2 separate regions of the Danio rerio genome follow, and region 1 is linked to region 2. Evidence: chromatin contacts called from public Micro-C data. All regions are on one chromosome and are shown on one strand. Each heading gives the region's core, a stretch centred on a gene start, on an enhancer-like site or on the middle of the called end of the contact. The rest is flanking DNA. Distances are from core to core; before and after follow the strand shown. Region 1 overlaps phf10 (PHD finger protein 10). Region 2 overlaps LOC141377107 (a long non-coding RNA gene).

Region 1 (5,405 bases), core at 2,099-4,598, 150 kb before region 2:
CTGCAGAATAAAGAAATGCACTAAGGATTAGAACCACTTGAGGGAGAGTAAATTGATAGCAAATGTTCATTTTTGAGTGAACTGCCCCTTTTAATCCACCTTTCAAATAAACAGTGCTACCGTCATACATCATTGTATACACTAATATAATTTGTATAGTAGCCTATACACTGGAAAAGCATGGCTATTTAGAATTAAATGAAAACATTGTATTGAATATTATAAAAAATACTTTACGGGAATATTCTTTAGTCTTTGATATTATGAAACTAACTGTGTTCTGCCTATTTTTTACCTGTACAAAAACTAAATGGTATGCCATAACTATTACAAAACTGCCAGATCATAACTATATGCCGTTAACACTGTAATAAGTAAGCTTTATTAATCATTCCAATTTTGTAACAACACAAAAGCACATCAAATAAACAAATAATCTTTCTGGAATTCTTTAAACTGGAAATGGAAGGTCAGATGGAGTGCACTGCATTGTGGGTACAGTACACACTATAATGTACTTTTTAGACAATGGTAGCAAATCAGTCATGTACTCCGTGCATATAGAAAAATCTACATACTAGATATACTACTGGTTGACAGTTTAAAATTTTCCTTCACTTCCTGAGTTAATACAACTAAAAGAAAAACGGAGGTAAAATGAGCTACTGTGTATTGCCAAATTTGCTTTAAGCTATTTGATAAAATCCCTCACACACAAAAGTTTGATAAGAACAAAGCATTGCAACCAAGAACACTAAAACATCATAAAAATGTACCTATTGCACAAACAAGCATAGATAATTTATGCAGATATAGTTTAAAAATGCAAACGTTTGTGGGCAAGCTATTAAACTTGCCAAATGACTGTTTGATGTACAGTATATGCGCTTTGTATAAATTTAGACTTGCAAAAGCAACAAACTATTAGTGTCTTTTATGTTAAGGTAAACCTTTTGTTGATCCGGCATGCATCTTGACAAGAAAAAATGACACAGAGTAAATCAATGGAAACACTGATATCAAGCATATTTAAAGGTGCCCATAGAGCCAGGGTAGAAAAACCACTGACATTAGGTTTGACAAAATTATACCAAACAAAAGTTTGATAACCATTTCATGAGCAATGCATCACTGGCATGACAAATAAAGCTATGTTAAAAAGTGCACTCAGTAATGTTACAATTCACTGGCCGTTCTTTATCTATCTACAGTATCTATCTACAGTATCTATCTATATCTATCTATCTATCTATCTATCTATCTATCTATCTATCTATCTATCTATCTATCTATCTATCTATCTATATAATATCTTTCAGATATGTTTCCATTTTTTGTCCATATAGTGAAAGTCAATTGTAACCAAAACTATCATCAACATTTTTGAACATCAAATTATTTTCTTTTAAGATGGTGAAGTCGTAGTTTTTGCTCTTTAAATATCCACTCATGAATACTTACATGGATGTATGAGATTTGACATTACATGGAAGTATTTGTAAGATCGTTTAATGAGGATTTTACTGGGGTGAGACTGATTTTGTATCTCCAGATAAAGTACTATCCACAAATTAATGCAGAGATTAATTAATGCAAAAATGATACATTTACAAAAATTTATATTGATGCAAAAAAATGCTAGAGGTTTTAATAATAATAATAATAATAAGTAATTATTAAATAATAAAAATAATAGAAAATGTAATACAATGTAATAATAAAACATGTAATACCATGTAATAATAATGATAATAATAATTAAATACATTTATTATTAAATAATAAAAATAATACTAATTGAACACAATGTATAATAATAATATTAATATTAAACAAAAAATTTAATACAATGTGATGATAATTACAATAACTACAATAATAATAAATAATACAATGTAATAAGAATATTAATAATAACAACTACAATAATAAATGAAAAAGTAATTATTAAATAATAGAAAATGTAATACATTGTAATATTAATACATTTAAAACAATTTAATAATAATAAAATAATAATAATAATAATAATTAAATACAAAATGTATTAAATAATACAAATATTACAAATGTAACACAATGTATAATTAATAATAATAATAATAAACATTATTATTAAATAAACAAATACAATGTAATAATTACAACTACAATAATAATAAATAATACAATGTAATAATAATAATAACAACAATAAGTAATTTTTTAATAATAAACATAATAGATAATTTAATACAATAATAATAATACATTTAATACAATGTATTGATAATAATAATAATAATTAAATATAAAATTAAATTATTATTGAAAATAATACAAATTTAACACAATGTATAATAATATTTATTATTATTATTATTAAATAAACAATTGAATACAAAGTAATAACAATTACAAGAATAATAAACATTAAATAATACAATGTAATAATAATATAACTATTAGACTGTATGAAATATTACATTTACAACATAACTTGTTTTACTAAGAAATTAAATTAACTGATTATAATAATAACTAAATAAACAATTTAATACAACATAATTATAACAAGAACAACAATAATTAAGTCATAAAATAATAATTCAATGTAATAATACTATTACATTGTAGAAAAATATTAAATTATTATTATTATTTTTAAATGTATTATTATTATTATTATTATTAAATTTAAATAAAATAAAGGATAACACATTTACCATTTAAATAAACTGATTATATTTGTGGGTACCTAACAGTCAAAGTTAATAGCTCCTAATTATAAAAGTGTTTGTTTATGTGCCTTAAACACTGTTGTTATTATTGCTGTTGTTGTTTTTTTAATCCCTAGTAACTTTGTTCAAGTGTAAGACAAGTTGAACATTTGACCTAAAATGTATAGTAATAAAACAGCCTGGCTTAATTTGAAATCTTGGTTTCTCAGGAAAATCAGGGAAAACATTACTCAGTGCACTCCTATGATTTCTTCAACTGTTTAATATATATATATATATTTCTATGTATTGTTAACACTTTATAGTGTTTAGCAGCCAAACAAAACCGCTTACATGCCCTTCAGTGTAACTAACAGGCAGGCAGGCAGATAAACAGAGGTATATTAAGCTATAAGAAGTACTGTTCAATTCAGAAGGGTATTTACTATTCACAAGTGTATAACAGCAAAATAAAAATTAATTAAAACCCTAAACTAAAAATCGCAGTACCACACAAAAAAAGTTATTGCTCCAAAGGTCTGTGCAGAAAACAGGAACTGTCACTGGATTTCCTGGCACTGAAAAAAAAAACAAGTGCCACTCTTTAAAACGAAAACAAGTTCCATTGACAAGTGCAGTCCCAATCTATGACCACCAGGGGGAGTGTTTTGTGTTTGAGTGTATATGTGTGTGTTTTTTAACAGTGTACCGATGACCAAGTCAGAAGAAAGAGGGCTTCTCTGCTGAAAGTGCTGGAAAAGAGGGTTGTCGAAAAGGGGAGAAGAGAGGTGTTGGGTTATTTAAAAAAAAAAGAAGATCAGGGGCTTTTTTCTTCTACCTTGTACCCAGGGACAGATTTGTGTTGGATGGAGCGAGGAGTGCCGTCTTTGCTCTGGGCGCCAGGTCGGTCTTTGCTCTTGACTTTGGAGTGAATGCCGCTGTCTTGGCTGTCTCCATCTGAGGTGTTTCCTGATGAACTGTCCTGCACATCAAGATGAGATTCAAATGTATTCAGATTAATTATTTCAGATTTAGGTTTGTTTAATGATGTTCGGTAAAAAATGGATTCCTTTCTTGCACAGAAAAACTAAATAATACAGGACCAATAGACTATAGGGGTGCTTTCACATCTGCCTCATTTAGTTTGATAAATACGTACCAGAGTCAATTGCCTTTTTGGTGTGGTTCGTTTGGGTAGGTATGACTCGGGTGTAGAGGTCAGCCACGGGACCAGACCTGATTTCTTGCCACGTGGGAAAATTTTTTCTAATGAATCTCTGGTTTTATTTGAACAGGAGCGGGTGGGCTAACAAGATAGCGTTGCCGAGTCCCAACGTTATTTCAGATCAGCCTATCTGTGATTTACTCATTTTTATTGATTAACAGAGAGAAGATTTTTTTCAACACATTTCTAAACATAATAGTTTTAGTAACTCATTTCTAATAACTGATTTATTTTATGTTTGCCATGATGACAGTAAATAATATTTCACTAGATATTTCAAGACACTTCTATACAGCTTAAAGTGACATTTAAAGGCTTAACTAGGTTAATTAGGTTAACTGGTTAGGGTAATTAGGCAAGTTATTGTATAGCGATGGTTTGTTCTGTGGACTATCTGGGAAAAAAATAGCTTAAAGGGGCTAATAATTTTAACCTTAAAATGGTTTTTAAAAATTAAAAACTGCTTTTATTCTAGCTGAACTAAAAAAAATAAGACTTTCTCTAGAAGAAAAAATATTATCAGACATACTGTGAAAATTTATTTCTCTGTTAAACATAATTTGGGAAATATTGAAAAAAGAAAAATAAATTCAAAGGGGGGCTAATAATTTTGACTTCAACTGTATATATGAAATTAAATTTAATAGTAAGCTTGGCAAGCAGTTCAGGAGAATTTGATGTTTCCTCATTCAAACAGAATGCCCGACAGGTGTTTTAAAGATGTGGTGTTGACAGAAGTCATGTGGCAAATGACAAAAGTGATCAGTTGACAGACGCCTTTCGGTTCAAAACTTGGAGACGGTGCTCACTGCAGAGCCATTTGAGCAGAGATGAGCTCCAGCGAGGGGGAGCATGAGCTCTCGCTCCTCCTCCTATAAGCTGTTTTAATGCGTACACCAACCCCACCCCTAACCCTACCCCCAGTGACATCACTCGTAGAAGAAGTGCAAGAAAGGAGGAGCGAGAGCTTATGCTCCCCCTCGATGGAGCTCAGCTCTGCCCAAATGGCTTTGCAGTGAGCACCACTTGAAAACTTGTAGGTGTTGTGCCACCTTGTGGGCGTTATGATGTTTCAGACCGGTGTCAAGAGTAGCGGAAGCAGCAAAACAAGTAGTTTCAAACAGTTTGTTCCATTAGAATTTTAGGTTATATTAGCCATGTTATTGTTATTCATTTAATATGATATACTAATAATATTTTATATACATTTAAATATATATGCTGTTCATATTGTCACAATCTTAACAATTAATGAATACAACTGAATAAAAACTGTGAGTCCAAAGACATGCACTGGATAAGCTGACAAGGGACTAAGCCGAAAAGAAAATTAATAAATGAATTCATTTGCTATTTCTCAGTATAGTAGCTAGGTGTTACTGGAGAGCAGTGCTAAACAAAGCTTTAGGTATTGAACATTTTGGTGAAGTAAAGGACTGTGAAGCTTCAGTGGCTCAGGAAGACCCTCTGCGCATTCACAA
Region 2 (5,911 bases), core at 1,451-3,950:
AACTCAGCATTGACCACACGTTTGACAGAAATGAGTTCACTTTTAAAAAGAGAAAACAACAGTTATGACATTATGACAATGTAAAATAACTCATCATTATAACGTTCATGGATGTTCTCCTGCGTTATTGGCAAAGGGATATAAGCTAATAATCTAATCTGTTTTCATTATAATCAGGATTTAATCATAGCTGTTGTAAACAAAACAAGATTATTTTCATTTGATTTTACTGACCTTGTTCTTTAAAGCGGAAGTGCGCTCGTCTTTTTGCCATTGTTTTAGAACTTCCGATTCAGTTGTCTATGGGAGAAATGACTAGGAATAATAAACTACTTGCTCTACAAACAGCTGTGTTCATGACTACACATAAAAAGTATAATAATTTAATAAGAAAATACCAGTTTGCAACATCAAGCAGCAGGACGAGCCGTATTGATGTCTGAAAATGAAGTCTCGAACCAAATAGATTCCAAAGGCGGCCCTCACTCGTAGGACTATATGAAAAATAAAGGTTGTTGCTAGATCAGATATGGTTGCTGCTGGAAGTTAACGAAAATTATTAATATTATTTTTAAAATTCCTTACTAAAAAAAACAGCTTGCTGGTTGACTGGTTTAAGCTGGTTGATTAGCCTGGTTTTAGAGGGGTTTTGACCATTTCCAGAATGGTTTCCAGACATTTCCAGCCTGGTCTTTGGGTTGCTGCTGGAAGGGCATCCACTGCGTAAAACATATACTGGATTATTTGGCGGTTCATTCCGCTGTGGCGAGCTCTGAAATAGAGACTTAGCAGAAGGAAAATGAAGAAATCACAAAGAATCTGCCAGTGTACTTTTTACACCACTGGTGTTAATTTAACACTTTTCCGGTGTATATATGAGTCCCACCAGCAAAGTGCTCAGGTTACAATCTTAAAAGTGTCAAAATATATACCTCTGCATTGTAAAATATTTTACACTTAAGGCCCGTGCACTCTTTTTGCTTCACGACATTTAATGCCTCGTGACTAAATAAAAAAAACAAGTTGCAGATTGACAGATTTTAGCTGGTTGACAAGCCTGGTTTTAGAGGGGTTTTGACCATTTCCAGACTGGTTTCCGGCCCTTTCCAGCCTGGTCTTAGCTGGTCAGGCTGGAAGGTGACCAGCTAAAACCAGCCTAGCCAGCTTAAACCAGGCTGGTCAAACTGGTTTCAGCTAGATTTAGCCGGTCATTTTCTAGCCCGACCAACTAAGACCAGGCTGGAAATGGCCGGAAACCAGCCTGGAAATGACCAAATCTCTAAAATCAGGCTGGTCAACCAGCTAAAACCAGCCAACCAGTATAGGGTCAGCAGGGTTTTCCATTGATTGTATTTTATTAACGTCTACCCCCACCCCAACCATAAACCCAACCATCAGAGTAACTTAAAAACAATAGTTGTGCCGATTATTATATGTGACCTAATAAATTACCCAATAAATTGTATTTTTTAATATCTTCCCCATCATAAAAAATGCTGCTATATTGACGTGCATATCACACTTCTGGACAGCCGCATATCCTATCTAGAATGTCAAATAAGTTCAGTTCAATTCAATTCGGCTTTATTTGTATAGCGCTTCTACAATGTAGATTGTGTCAAAGCAGCTTCACATAATTGGTCATAGTAACTGGATCAGGGTAGTTCAGTTTTTAGTGTTTAAGTTCAGTTCAGTTTAGCTCAGTTCAGTGTGGTTTGAAATCATTACTGAGAGTCCAAACACTGAAGAGCAAATTAATCGATGTGTAGCTTTTCAGATCCTGAACTATGCAAGCCAGTAGCGACAGCGGAGAGGGAAAAAAAAAACTTCATCAATAGGAGAGTGAAGAAAAAAAACCTTAAGAGAACCAGACTCAGTTCAGCATGACGCTGGCCAAAAGTCTTGTACAGAGCTGCAGTCTTAGCAGTGGAGGCTGGAAGTTAGCCTCAGCGAAGTAAGAAATAAGTCTTCTCAGTCCAATTCTTTTGTTATAAGCACTTATTAAGTCTTTTTTAATACATGTCACCCAAAAACCACATCCTTGTGTCGTTCCCGCCCCTCTTCATCCTATTAGTAATTTGAATATCAGTCCTAAAATCTCTATGATATAGACTTTACCAAAAATAAGATCAATAGGTATATTAGAGTCTAAACCATGAGGGCCATTTTGGGTTTTTTTTTATCACATGAAACCACAGTTGATATTCCATCAAACTGTTACAGACATGAAATGCTGTGCTAAATCAGGGTAGAGAATGTAGAGAGAGGGAAAAATCAAAATAAAAAGTTAGCAGAGCCGGTTAAACGAAACCACACATTCATTTGGAATGAGAGATGAAATGACACTGGAGCTGTTGTCATTGGAGGACTGGAGGCCAGCCGTGTGTCTAATGTATAATTACACTCAGATTTGCCTGCGGGACACTGAAGAGCCCATGGAAATATGTAGTTTGACTGGTCCTATGGCAACGCCCGGGTCAGAGAGGACATTTTTTTTTTTTGTTTGGGCCTTTTGAAGGAAGAAAAGAAAGCAGCTTTTTGAGAGGGGGAACTGCCAGGAGACACAGCATGCTATCACATGAAGGAGGACTTCATTACGCTCGTGTAGTGGGCCGAACAGTAACAGTAACCTTTGAATTGAGCGTTAACCTTTTGACTTTCTAATGCACACTTGTGGGCCTGTTTCTGACGTACTGTGGAATGTTCCTGCTGCACTGGTTGTTTCTGCTCCTCCATGCCTTCGAGAAAACAGGACAATAGATGTATGTTTGTGAAGTGACGTTACACAGAAGACTTATATTAAACTACTAGTTGATGAACAGTAAATTCAAGTTTAATTAAAGTAAAGTAAAATTTAATTAATTTAATTAATTTTGGCCAGGATGCCGGGATTAAACCTCTACTCTTCTTCGACCACATTATTTTTAATGACCACAGAGAGACAAGACCTCGGTTTAATGTCTCATCCGAAAGTCATAGCTCACTGAGCAGCATAGAGTCCTCATCCATATACTGGGGCATTAGGACCCACACAGACTGCAGGTTGAGCGCCCCTGCTAGTCTCACTAACGCCACTTGCGGCAGCAACCTAGCTTTCCCATGTGGTCTCCTATCCATTTTACTGTGTGGAAAACGCAGTGGAGTTATCGTTAATCATTATTAGTTATTGTTACTTATTATTAATGGAGCCATAGCACATCACTAGTCTCTTACATACATTACTGTTTGAAGATTGGGAATCTAAGGGGTCAAAAAAATCTAAATTTTGAGAAAACCACCTTTAAAGGTCATTACGTACTTATCAAAAATAGGTTTTTATACAATTACTGTAGGAAATTTACAAAATGTGTCCATGAAAGGTGATCTTTTTACGTCATATTCTATTAATTCACCATCGGGTTAGGGTTAGAGTAAGGGTTAGGGGTTAGGATTACACAACCACAGCTGAATGAACTGCCAAGAATTCCAGCATTCGTTTTAGGCAGCGGATGCCGTTCCAGCTGCAACCCAGTACTGGGAAACACTCATACACTCTCTTTCACACACATACACTATGGCCAATTTAGTTTATTCAGTTCACCTATAGCGCATGTCTTTGGACTGTGGGGGAAACCAGAGCATCCAGAGGAAATACATGTTAACACGGGGAGAACATGCAAACTCCACATAGAATTGCGAACAGGTCCAGCCTGAACTCGAACCAGCGACCTTCTTGCTGTGAGGCGACAGTGCTACCCACTGTGCTAATCTGACGGTTTCCATGCACAGTAAACTAAATCGGCTGTAGTCTACTGGGTTGTGCTGTACATGCATTAATTGTGTAAAAAATATTCTGGAATAGTTGGTGGTTCATTCCGCCGTGCTGACTTCTGAAATCGATACTAAGCCTAAGGAAAGTGAATGAATGAATGACATAACGCTTGTAAAATCTGGCTTATTAAGTTCATTTACAATTAAGGTTGGTTCACTGAAATGTGAAATAAATTAAAAGTATTTATTTAAATGTAATAAAACGTTTGCCACACTTGAATAATAACAGAGATGTCACCTTGACCGCATTAAAATGTTTGTGACAATTACAAGGTGCTGCTCTCAGTCTGAGAGAGCTCAATTTCAATGCGCATAAATTGCCCCTGATGCTCTTCAGCGTGTTTATGGAGACTGGCAGAGACGCTGTAGAAATTCAATTTGGTCCCAGTGCATGGGATTCATGTACTGGAAAAAGAAAAAAAGATTGAGGCAGGGGAAAACTTGACCTTGTTTACAGCTGACTGCTGCTAATCTGCCAGTAAATAAAGAAAATCTAATTTAATCACTGCAGGTGAAAAGGGTAAAAAAAAAGGACCAATAATAAGCATCGGGATTCTTACGCTGATTGATTAGCAATTAAAAACATTTTACCACAATTAGTAAAGTCTTTAATGGGTTAGTTCACCCGAAAATGAAACGTCTGTTTTTAGTTACTCAACCTTACGTTATTCCAAATTTCTGACACTGTCATTAACCTTTAAATTCCGACAGAAGAAATGAGCTGGCAAGTTTGTTATTTACCTACAGGATACAGTTTTTAACATGTTTTTAGAAAGTTTAAACAGATTCTAATAGTTTTTTTTTATGATGCATTTCTTTGTGGAGTTTGCATGCTCTCCCAGTGTTCTCGTGGGTTTCCTCCAGGTCCTCTGGTTTCCCCCACAAGTTAAAAAACGTGGTATAGAGGAATTGGGTGAGCTGTATTGTCCGTAGTGAATGTGTGTGAAGGAGATTGTATGGGTAGGCCCACACGGAATCTGCGCGCGCAGAATTCCGCAGATTTTCCACAGATTTTCTGCAGAATTCCGCAGATTTCCGCAAATTTTTAGTCCATTAATTCTGTTTATTTACTTAAATAAATGTGTAAATCTGAATTTATTCAGTTTTTATTCAGTAATTTATTACTTTTTATTTCATATATTAAGGTTTTAGTTATGATACTCCGCTGGATACTCCCAAAATAATTCTGCAGAAATCCACAGATTTTTACCAGAATTTAGGCAGAAACAGCAAAAAACGTCTGCAGGTTCCGTCTAGCCCTGTGTATGGGTCATTCCCTGTGATAGGTTGCAGCTGAAAGGACATCCGCTGGGTAAAACATATGCTGGATAAGTTAGCGGTTCATTCCGCTGTGGCGACCCCAGATTAAAATAAGGGACTAAGCCAAAAAGAAAATGAATGAATTAATGAATTTAATAGAAACTAAGGAGAATAACTGCAAAAAGCTCCACTTTTTGAGAAAAAAGAACCACCTTGTTCAATAAGCTGGCTACTGGCCTGCACACACACACACACACACACACACACACATACAACATCTACAATCAAGTCCCACACAGAGCTCTCTGGTGGTGTTTTGAGTTTACCTCCATGTGTTTGTAGAGGATTATTGTTACAGGAGCGTAATCACCACTAAAAGCACCCAGAGCACATAATCACAGCCCCCCACCTCTAACACAAGCCTGCCCATCCCAATGATTGATGACGGTGGCCTAGAGTTTTATAGGTTCAGTTTTATCCAGTTCTAAACCTTGAAAGTTGACACATGAGCAAATATCTGTAACAGGAAAAATGAGGACATTGGTTGTCAAATATTATTACACATCTCAGATGGTATCAAAAAAATCTCAATTAATCATAATATCATGGCGTCATATTTCTTATTATGGTAGGGAATGTAAGATCACTTTTTTAAAAATATAAATTCAGCACAATACACAACGAACACTATACATCAATTTATTCATTTATTTTCTTTTCGGCTTAGTCCCTTTATTAATCTGGGGTTGCAACAGCGGAATGAACCGCCAACTTATCCAGGACATGTTTTACACAGCAGATGCCCTTCCAGCTGCAATCTAATCTTTGGGAAACATCCATA

What was found. Hi-C and Micro-C count contacts between places; a contact is called where the count stands out from the background.
Region 1: a contact with region 2 is called in a Micro-C map of caudal fin, with 6 times the contacts expected there. The contact joins two enhancer-like sites. A contact is called at or near these places in 2 of 18 Hi-C or Micro-C datasets (caudal fin and hematopoietic stem cells).

Annotation. Positions count from the first base shown.
Region 1 is chr13:6,016,819-6,022,223 of GRCz12tu, reverse strand. It overlaps phf10 (PHD finger protein 10), which reads right to left. Exons shown (of 12, transcript NM_200655.3): 9 at 3,538-3,681. The region is part of intron 1 of LOC141377107 (a long non-coding RNA gene); the gene reads right to left. Among named protein-coding and RNA genes, the nearest start is that of phf10, 9.8 kb to the right of the region's middle. Within about 2 kb of position 3,348, at least 4 of the 62 cell types and tissues checked have an H3K27ac peak or open chromatin away from gene starts, as enhancers often do. A contact at or near this core is called in caudal fin, where this site is marked.
Region 2 is chr13:5,870,235-5,876,145 of GRCz12tu, reverse strand. All of the region lies in intron 1 of LOC141377107 (a long non-coding RNA gene), which reads right to left. Among named protein-coding and RNA genes, the nearest start is that of spred2b, 95 kb to the left of the region's middle. Within about 2 kb of position 2,700, at least 5 of the 62 cell types and tissues checked have an H3K27ac peak or open chromatin away from gene starts, as enhancers often do. A contact at or near this core is called in caudal fin, where this site is marked.